Linked DNA regions of Hordeum vulgare: region 2 is linked to region 1. The links are chromatin contacts, called in public Hi-C maps. All regions are on one chromosome and are shown on one strand. Each heading gives the region's core, a stretch centred on a gene start, on an enhancer-like site or on the middle of the called end of the contact. The rest is flanking DNA. Distances are from core to core; before and after follow the strand shown.

Region 1 (4,751 bases), core at 1,381-3,880:
CTCGAGGGATCAAAATAAGAAATTGCTCGGGGACCTTGAGATAAACCAAACACAGCTGGAGGCTGCAAAGGCCGAACTGGGGGAAGTGAAGAAATTCACCAGGGAAGCACATGGTGGGTAATAAGTTTGAATAATACATAATTGCGCAAGGCATCCTTTTCTAATGAAAGTTTGCTTTATAGCAGCCGAGTCTATAGGCGAGCTACAAAAAGATCTGGATGTGGCGAGAGAATCACAAACATATGCCGAATCACAATAGGAGGCCGGCCATCGGGTATTATTCCAGAATCTTCATGAAAAGAAATACTCCATGCGAAAAACCAATGACACGCTGGAGAAATTGAGAGTTTAAAAACTCAACTGGCACACGCCCGCGAAGAGAACTAGAGATTGAAAGGTGGCATGTTCGGTAAGATGTATTCTAAGCTTGTAGTTCCGTATACATATTATATCGAACTAACAAACATACCACGTCTCTTGGTAGCTCTCCTAACTGGGCATCCCGAAGAAGAGGCCAGCTCGTTTGGAGCGAACCTTTTATAGGAACTATCCATCAGGCATGAGCGGGGTCAGAAGGTGATGAAGAACATGGTCAAGTGACATGGTCTATATGGTTGACTAGAGGGGGTTGTATAGGCAACTAACAAATTTTAAATTTTTCTTTTAACAAATTAGGTTTAGCAATAAATAGCTTGTCTAGATATGCAACTAAGGGAGCAACCTATAGGATGCTAACAACAACAATAAGAAGAAAGAAGTAAATACAAGTAAAGGTAAGAAATAACCACAAGTGGAACCGATGAATACGAGGATGTGTTTCCGAAGTTCCTTCCCTTTGAGGGGAAGTACGTCTCCGTTAGAGCGGTGTGGAGGCACAATGCTCCCCAAGATGGCACTAAGGCCACCATATTCTCCTCACGCACTCACACAATGCGAGGTACCATGATTCCACTAAGTGGTGCCTTGAAGACGGCGGTCAAACCTTTACAAACAAGGTTAGGAAAATCTCCACAACTTAATTGGAGGCTCCCAACAAGACCACGAAGCTTCGCCACAATGGAATATGGCTTCGAGGTGACCTCAACCGTCTATGGTGCTCAAACACCCAAGAGTAACAAGATCCGTGAGGGATTAGGTGGGGGAATCAAATTTCTCTTGGTGGAAGTGTAGATCAAGGCCCTCTCAACCAAACCCTAGAATATCAACAAGTTTTGTTGGATAGGGAGAGAGATCGGGCTAAAATGGAGCTTGGAGCAACAATGGAGCTTTGGGGGCAAAAGGTAGGGTTCTCAGGGAAGAAGAAACCCTTTGTATAGTGGGGGAAAAAATCTGCCCGTTACCCACCCCCTCTACACGAGACAGAGCAGTACTACCACTCCTAGGAGCGGTACTACCGATGATAAGAGCAGGGGAGAGCAGGGGAGGCGGCGCGACCGGGGGAGAGCAGGGGAGGCTGCGCGACCGGGGCAGAGCAGGAGAGGCGGCGGCCGGGGGCGAGCAGGATGGAGGCGCATCGCGGGAAAAGGCGAGGCGGACAACGAGAGGGCGAGCAGGGCGGGAACGCGTCGCTGGAACAGGTGTGGCGGTGCGTCGCGGGAGCAGGGAGAGGGACGAGAGGCTGGATTAGGTCAGTTTTTCGAGGGGGTGGAGAGGTCATTCGGGCGTGGTGGGTCGAGGAGGGAACAGATGTGATGGGCCTCAGGAGCCACGCTGAGCAACGAACACGTGATCTTCCGTTCGCTCGGGAGCCATGCTACGGGGCCTTTTTGCATCACATGAACCATGTTGAGTAGTGCTCATCCACCCTATCAAACAGACAAAAGTGGGTTGAGAAGGAAACTGTTGCCCTCATGCGCCCTTGGTGCAGGCTACCAAACACACCCATAATGACCGCGTCGTGGGACGGTGCTACGCAATGGCGGGTGCGTATCTTTTCTCTTGAGCCGCGTGGGAAAGAAAATGCCATGGAAGGAAGGACCAAATCCAACGATGCACGCAAGGTGAATCGGTTGGCTACGATGCGACCGACCAAAATTTCAATCGGCGGACCGGGGCGTATCCGTTAAACAGAAAAGACCACGAGACTGTCAAAGGCTTTCGCAATGCGGCTGCAATTCAAACTTGTCAAGAACTATATCATGTCAGTTATAACCATACCTGGCCAAACGGACCGACACGACACGACCCGACACGACCCGTTGTAATCGGGCCTGGCACGGCACGACCCGCCCAGGCACGTTTATTAGTCGGGCCGTGCCGTGCCGGCCCGTGGGCTGCGCCTTCAAGCCCAGGCACGGCCCGGTTATTAAATGGGCCGACATGATGACCCGATTAGCACGCTGGGCCACATATTTTTAACCTCATGGGCTTATTTTTGAGCCTATTGAATCATATGTTATGTATATATATATACTAAAAAATCTAAAAATGTATAAAAAAAATAAACAGACTGTGCCGTGCCGCGTGTCCATCCTTTCAGATCCAAACACAACCCGAAGTGTGCTTCGTGCTGGGCCCAAATACGATTAGGCCGTGTTGGACCGGGCCCGTGTCGTGCCAGGCATGTCTGTCGGGCCGGCCGGATTTATATGGCTCGTTTGGCCAGATCTAGTTATAACAAGAAAGATAAGCCGATTTCCACATAATTTCACCGTCCACTACAGCGGGCGCACACACAAACAAAAAAGACAAAAGCTGAACTGTGATTCTGTGAAGGGAAGTGATTAAACGTGACATGGCCGAGTGCAGGACGGAGGTGATATTTTCACCGCAAACGAATGAGCCAACCTGAACTGCAAACTAGTAGCTCTGAATTTCTGAAGCTTGCTGAACTGGAGTAAAGCTTGAGAGCAAGACGAGCCCGCGGCGCGCCAATGGCGGCGGCGACGGGCGTTCACCGTCGCCACTGGTCGGGCTGGAGGATTGGGGGAAGTTCCCACTTCGTTCCTCTGAAGGTTATGCACACCAGTGGCGGCTGCGCAGCGCGTTCGCTCAGCCCCGGCCTCTCCCCAGCCAAACGGGCGCCGCTGGTATTTCTCTTCCTCCTGCTCATTGACGGCGCCCTCTTGGCCGCGTCTGCCACCACGGACACCATCCTCCCCGGCGAGGGCATCTCCGGTAACGAGACCCTGGTCTCTAAGACCGGCAGCTTCGAGCTGGGCTTCTTTTCCCCAGGCCCCGGCATCCACTACTTCTTGGGTGTCCGGCTCAGAAACATGGGCCACAGCCCTACCTTCTGGCTCGGGAACAGGGTCGTCATCACCGACCTGCCCGGCGCGTCACTGGAGATCTTCGGCGGCAGTCTCTACATCAAGCAGAATGGAGCCAGCCTCTGGTGGACGCCGTCGCCGGGCGGCAATGTGTCGTCCGCCGCCGTGGCGGTCCTCCTCGACAACGGCAACCTGGTGGTGAGGGACCAGAGGAACTCCTCCCTGGTCCTGTGGCAGAGCTTCGACTACCCCGGCGACGCGCTGCTCCCCGGAGCTAGGCTCGGGCTCGACAAAGACACCGGGAAGAACGTCTCGCTGACGTTCAAGAGCTTCTCGCACAACGGCAGCCTCAGCGTCGACGTGACGCGCAGGAACGGGTTCGTGCTGACCACCGACGGGCACGCCAACCTCGGTACCTTCCCGGACTGGATGGTGTCCTCTCAAGACAATGGCAGCTCGCTGCGGCTGAGTCACAGGGAGGGCCCAAACAGTACCGAGTTCTTGCAGTTCCATCTGGGGCAAGTCAGCCTAATGCGGTACTCGGAGCCGGATCCCGACGCAAACGGCACCGGCGGTTGGGCCGCTCGCTGGTCCTTCCCTCCCGATTGCAAATCCGGCGGGTTCTTCTGCGGCGACTTCGGCGCCTGCACGAGCAGCGGGAAGTGCGGCTGCGTCGACGGGTTCACGCCGTCGTTCCCGATTGAGTGGGGGCTTGGGTACTTCGTCACCGGCTGCTCGAGGTCTGTCCCACTGAGCTGCGAGTCCGACGGCCAGACAGAGCACGGTGACACCTTCGCCCCATTGGACAAGCTGCAAGGGCTTCCTTACAACGCCCAGGGAGAGATGGCCGGAACCGATGAAGTCTGCAGAGCGGCTTGCCGGAGCAAATGCTACTGCATCGCCTACTCGTATGGCCATGGATGCAAGCTCTGGTACCACAAACTGTATAATCTGAGCTTGGCTTCTAGGCCGCCGTACAGCAAGATCTACCTCCGATTGGGCACCAAGCTGAGGAACAAGAATGGCTTACAAACAAGAGGAATTGCATTACTGGTCACTGGATTGATATGCTTTGCTTCTTTGATACTGATAATATCGGTGCTGCTATGGAGATTCAGGAGGAATTCATTTGCCGCCAGGAAGTTTGAAGTAGAAGGCCCTCTTGTGGCCTACACTTATGCACAGATCAAGAAAGCGACGATGAATTTCTCTGATAAAATCGGGCAGGGGGGATTCGGAAGTGTTTTCAGGGGAACACTGCCGGGATCAACAGACATCGCTGTGAAGAATCTCAAAGTCCTCGGGGAAGCAGAGAAGCAATTCAGAACAGAGGTGCAGACAGTTGGAGCGATCCAACATAATAAGCTGGTCCGTCTATTGGGATTCTGTGTCAAGGGGGACAGAAGGTTGCTGGTCTATGAGTACATGCCAAATGGCTCCTTGGACACTCATCTCTTTCCAGAGAAATCTGGCCCATTGAGTTGGAATGTTCGGTACCAAATTGCACTAGGCATCGCCAAGGGTCTGGCCTATCTACACGAA
Region 2 (4,531 bases), core at 1,951-4,450, 380 kb before region 1:
GTGAACATTTAGGCTCGATTTGAAGGGTTAACTTGGACGAGGTCGAGAAGTCTCAACTTGAGTAAAGGATTTATAAATGTTGGGTTATCCAGAGTGTCCACGTGGATAAATAAAGGGAATATATAGGGTCTAACGGAGATCATCTTTGAGACACGAAAGCATTTCAAAACATAGAACCAGACAACCAACATTCAAGCCAACTCCAACGCGCTGATGCATTTGATCTGCACATGTCCGTATATGCCGAAATGGACAGAAGCGACGTCTCAACATGTTGACGCATCCACAAATGTGGTCCGCTCAATGACCGTCTCGACAAATATCAGGATCAAATTTGCGGCCGATTTGCATCCACAAAGAGAACACATGTCATCTTTGTGTCCGTTCTAACTCGCATGTTGGACTACCAACCAATGCCCAATCATTGTGAATGCAAACCAACCATCTTAGGCCCGCTTGTCACCGACACGAAGAATCCAGTCCACGTTCTTTTAAATGGCCATGCGTGCTCCCTTTCTGGCCGACACAAACCCTAGCCTCTGTCGTCGCCATGGGCTTCGTCATCCACAAGCATGACCATGAGGCTCGATCTTCACGTAGCCCGGCCAATTTAACGCTGGCGTCGGGATGGGGGCGATGACCATGCTACCGACTCTACATTTCGGTGCATTGTGCTTAGTACCAATGGGAGTACTGTGTCCAATTGTCATGGCTGAACATCAACCTTCTACACAGTTGGCATCTCGACAGCCATTAGATTCCGGTGACGGTCGTGCTGCAGTCTGGGCATGTACGTGCAGTAGAGATCTGCAACCTCCATGCTCTTATCGTGCCGGAGCAACACCGCGACCCTGCATACATGCTCGACTCCCTGAATTGGGACATCTAATTCACGGTTGAGCACGCCATGAGCCGTCGTGGCGTCGTCTAGATCGACGATCGCCCCCATCGCCATCGTCGATGGAGAAGGAGGACGACAAAGAGGTGGCCTACCAAGCGGCACTGGAGGAGGCGATCCAGCGCGCCATCGAGGAGTCCAAGTGTGTGAAGGATGCTCGGTGACCTAGCCTCAAGGAGGCGTTGCAGCATTCGGTGGCCGGTGAGAACGTCTATCCACTACGACCTTCATCACCACCGCCATCGTCCGCACCCGCGCCCATGCTCGAGACGTATCAATGGGTGGGCGTTGTGCCCAGGTATATCTCTAGGTCGCCAGTTTGGCTATGCGTGATGGAGGATGGGGAGCGATAGTACCTTGCGCAGTGGGAGGGCCGCGCGGTGGTATCAAATTGGGCAGACTTGGAGCATCCGATGCAATCATTGTGCAAGGAGGAGGCCGAGCGGCGCGCGCAGGAGGAAAAGATGCAGTGTCACGCAACGCCGCCACCGCCACCGCGTCAGCAAACGACACTGGCAGCCTACCAGCATGCTTTCCCATGGGCGGCGTTGCTGAGTACGTCGACCTAACCATGGAGGGCAAGCATGACGACGATGATGCCTAGGGCTGCGGGCTGGGGCACCGAGCGCATGAGAGTGGTATTTTTAGTTTAAATATTTTTTGTTTTAATTAATTATTAAGTGGGCTTCGACCAGCATTCCAATATGCATGTTTTATTTTAAAAAATTTATGCCTATTGAGTTGTTTGTAAGTTGTGGCGTCGGCCAAATGCTTTGGCCACATTTGGGCGCCCCGATGGCCCAAGGCCACAATCGAACACATTTGTCCGCTCGAACGACTCAAACAAGCAAAAAACAAAAAATATGTGTCTATTTGCGCGTGGGTGGGGATGCACACGTCTCGCAATGCCTGGGCGACAGCCGGAGAAGTACAAAGACGATGCCGGAGGAGGAGGAGGATGAGGATGCACTGCAAGAGGGAGTTGGGGTCGAGTGAAAGAAAAGTGACCCGAGATGAGAATTCGAGTGGATCGGGGGTGTCGGAGTCCCACGTCATTGCGGTTCAGAATACCACAAAGCTCCCCAATTTTGTGATCGGTTTACAAAAAATTAGACAAACGAACGCATCCACGCACAAATGCATGTGTGTTGAATGGCAAACTACACGGTTCAAACGTATGTGGGCGTTTTGAGGGTCTACTTGAAGATGCCTCGAGTGTTCTTCCTTTATTTGTTCGGACCTACCGTTATAATTTTTCTGAATAGATGTTTCAAAAATCTGAAAATAAATTATTTGTGTTCACTAGACATTTGTCCACAACCCTATGCTTTGAGTTTGGATCTGTATTTCTGAAGAGCTGCGTACACATGTGTGGTGAACATTCGCGATTATTTTCTGAATATTTTAATTTGAATTTTTATAATTTGGAAGTAAGAGTGACACCTGATACACTTATACGACATTTTCCGTGGCGGGGGTACCCAGAATACGTGTCACCCGTTTCAGCCGTTAGCAAGCGTCGGTGCTGCCATTGCCGACAGTCGACATCTGGGGTTCCCTGTTCAGCAGGTAATTATCACATTCAGAGGAAGGACACGTATCTCCACGTTATTGGCTAGTGCTTTCTTTCATTTTTCTTTTTTGCATAAATCCACTTGCGATTGTGACCACAAGAGCTTTAGCTGATTCCATATCTGCCACTTTATCTTAAAGAGGTAACCCGCTGAGATTTGTGCGAACAAAGTTCATTTCGTGACTGCGGTTCTTCACGGTCAAGCACTAAAAAAAAGGGACAGATAGACATTAACACTGTCAGCCTGCTCTTAGTTCAAGTACCTTTACGAAGGATTGTTATAGAAATTTGGAGGATCAAAATCATAAGAAATTTTTCTGTGTTATTCGTCTGATTAGTAGAAGTAAGTTTCATAGGAATTCTCAGGCAGCACTTTACACTAAACGATTTTAAAATAATTTGTATCCACTCAAAGCTCTTAGTAATAACCATGGATTAGAAAGACTACGTTCATTCTTATCCTACACAAAAATGATTGTTATCCTACACAAAAAAACTGAACAAGGTTAGTCTGTCTAATACAAAAACTTCTATTTTTCTACAACACTCAAATAGAGATTGAAGTGTGCTACTATTTTACATTACAATTTTCTCTTCCCCTGTCTGTCTTATTATATCCGAAGATATTTTCTTCTCCACTACCAAACTCAACCACACAAGTAGCTTTCCCTCTTGTCGCCGATCCCATCCACACCTTCCTCCACCTATAAAATCGAACCCCTACCATCTATCCTCTTCACTCCCTCTGCTACTAGCCTCACCACTCTTAAGCGACAAAAGATTGTTGCTACCAGCACCTAAGCTTGAATGGAGGGTGAGAAGAACTCGTCCGGGGACCTGATGTCCAGCAGCAAGCTGGTCGCGGAGGCCGCCAGGACAGCCTACGAGAAGAAGAGCGTCGAGGGCATCGACAAGGAAAAGGTAGCCGCCGCCTCCGCCGATATCCTGGACTCCGCCGCCAAGTACGGCAAGCTAGAGGACAAGCCGGTGGGCCAGTACCTCGAGAAGGCCGAGGAGTACCTGAAACAGTACAGCTCCGGCGGTGCAGAGAAGACTGATGCACCTGCTGCCGCTGACGCACCGAAGCCGGATGCACCCAAGGAGCCAGCGCCTGCGCCTGCACCTGCACCCGCCGTGGAGGAAGAGAAATCGTCCGACGGGTTCGGTCTCGACGACGTCATGAAGGGGGCTGCATCGCTATCAGGGAAGAAGGGTGACGGGGAGGAGAAGGAGAGCGGCGGCGGCGGCTTCATGAAGATGGCTCAGGGGTTCATGAAGTAGAAGTCGGGTTTCTGCTTCTACTACATGCATGTAGCTCTTGCTAAGTTCGTGCGCTGCGTTCCTTTTTTGTATTTTATTACTGTATAAAATAATAACGTCGTGGTTGCGCTTAATTATATTATTAGCTGCTGATATTTGGTTCTGTAAAGTTTCTTAAGTTATGGATGTCTGTATGATGATCAATAATCCGGTTGTGCTAGCTAGAGGCATCCTGCTTGCAGGATCTCGGTTGTAATCTACTCCCTCCCTTTTTAAATATAAGTTTTTTTAGACGTTTCACTAAAAGACTATATACGGATGTATATAAACATATTTTAAAATATAAATTCATTCATTTTGCTTCGTATTTGGTTTTTTAATGGAATTTAAAAAAATATATATATTTAGAAATGGAGGGAGTATAAGTTGCGACATAAAGACCGGTGTTTCCATTATCAATTATTGCATCTGGCCCTATATCATGTTATTTTAGGGGTATGACCCTATATTATTTGGGCCATGCCTATGACTACCAAGGAACATGGAGGGTTTTTGCACTGTTTTGACCTTTTCAACAGTCTTTATCATAAACTGAAAGTATTTTACGATTTGACCCTTTTAAAAAACGTCACAGCCCGTGATGTTGCTGCTGCACGTAGAAACGTCGGTCTAGCTTGATGTTTCTATTCCACATTTAAACGTCGATCTAGCTCGGATGTCATTCACGCAAAAACGCCACGCTCACTGATGTTGTCCTTGCAGCAAACGCCATACATCGTTCCTTCTCCCGGACAGGTGGG

Evidence for each region. Hi-C and Micro-C count contacts between places; a contact is called where the count stands out from the background.
Region 2: a Hi-C map of seedling shows a contact between it and region 1, with 4 times the contacts expected there. The contact joins the promoter of LOC123439660 here to the promoter of LOC123439658 in region 1. A contact is called at or near these places in 1 of 6 Hi-C or Micro-C datasets (seedling) and 1 of 1 datasets of contacts at active chromatin or transcription factors (embryo).

What each region holds. Positions count from the first base shown.
Region 1 is chr3H:122,532,245-122,536,995 of MorexV3_pseudomolecules_assembly, reverse strand. It overlaps LOC123439658 (G-type lectin S-receptor-like serine/threonine-protein kinase At2g19130), which reads left to right and starts at 2,630. Exons shown (of 2, transcript XM_045116350.1): 1 at 2,630-4,751. The coding sequence starts at 2,874.
Region 2 is chr3H:122,914,446-122,918,976 of MorexV3_pseudomolecules_assembly, reverse strand. It overlaps LOC123439660 (nodulin-related protein 1-like), which reads left to right and starts at 3,200. Exons shown (of 1, transcript XM_045116351.1): 1 at 3,200-3,865. The coding sequence starts at 3,279. The coding sequence ends at 3,752.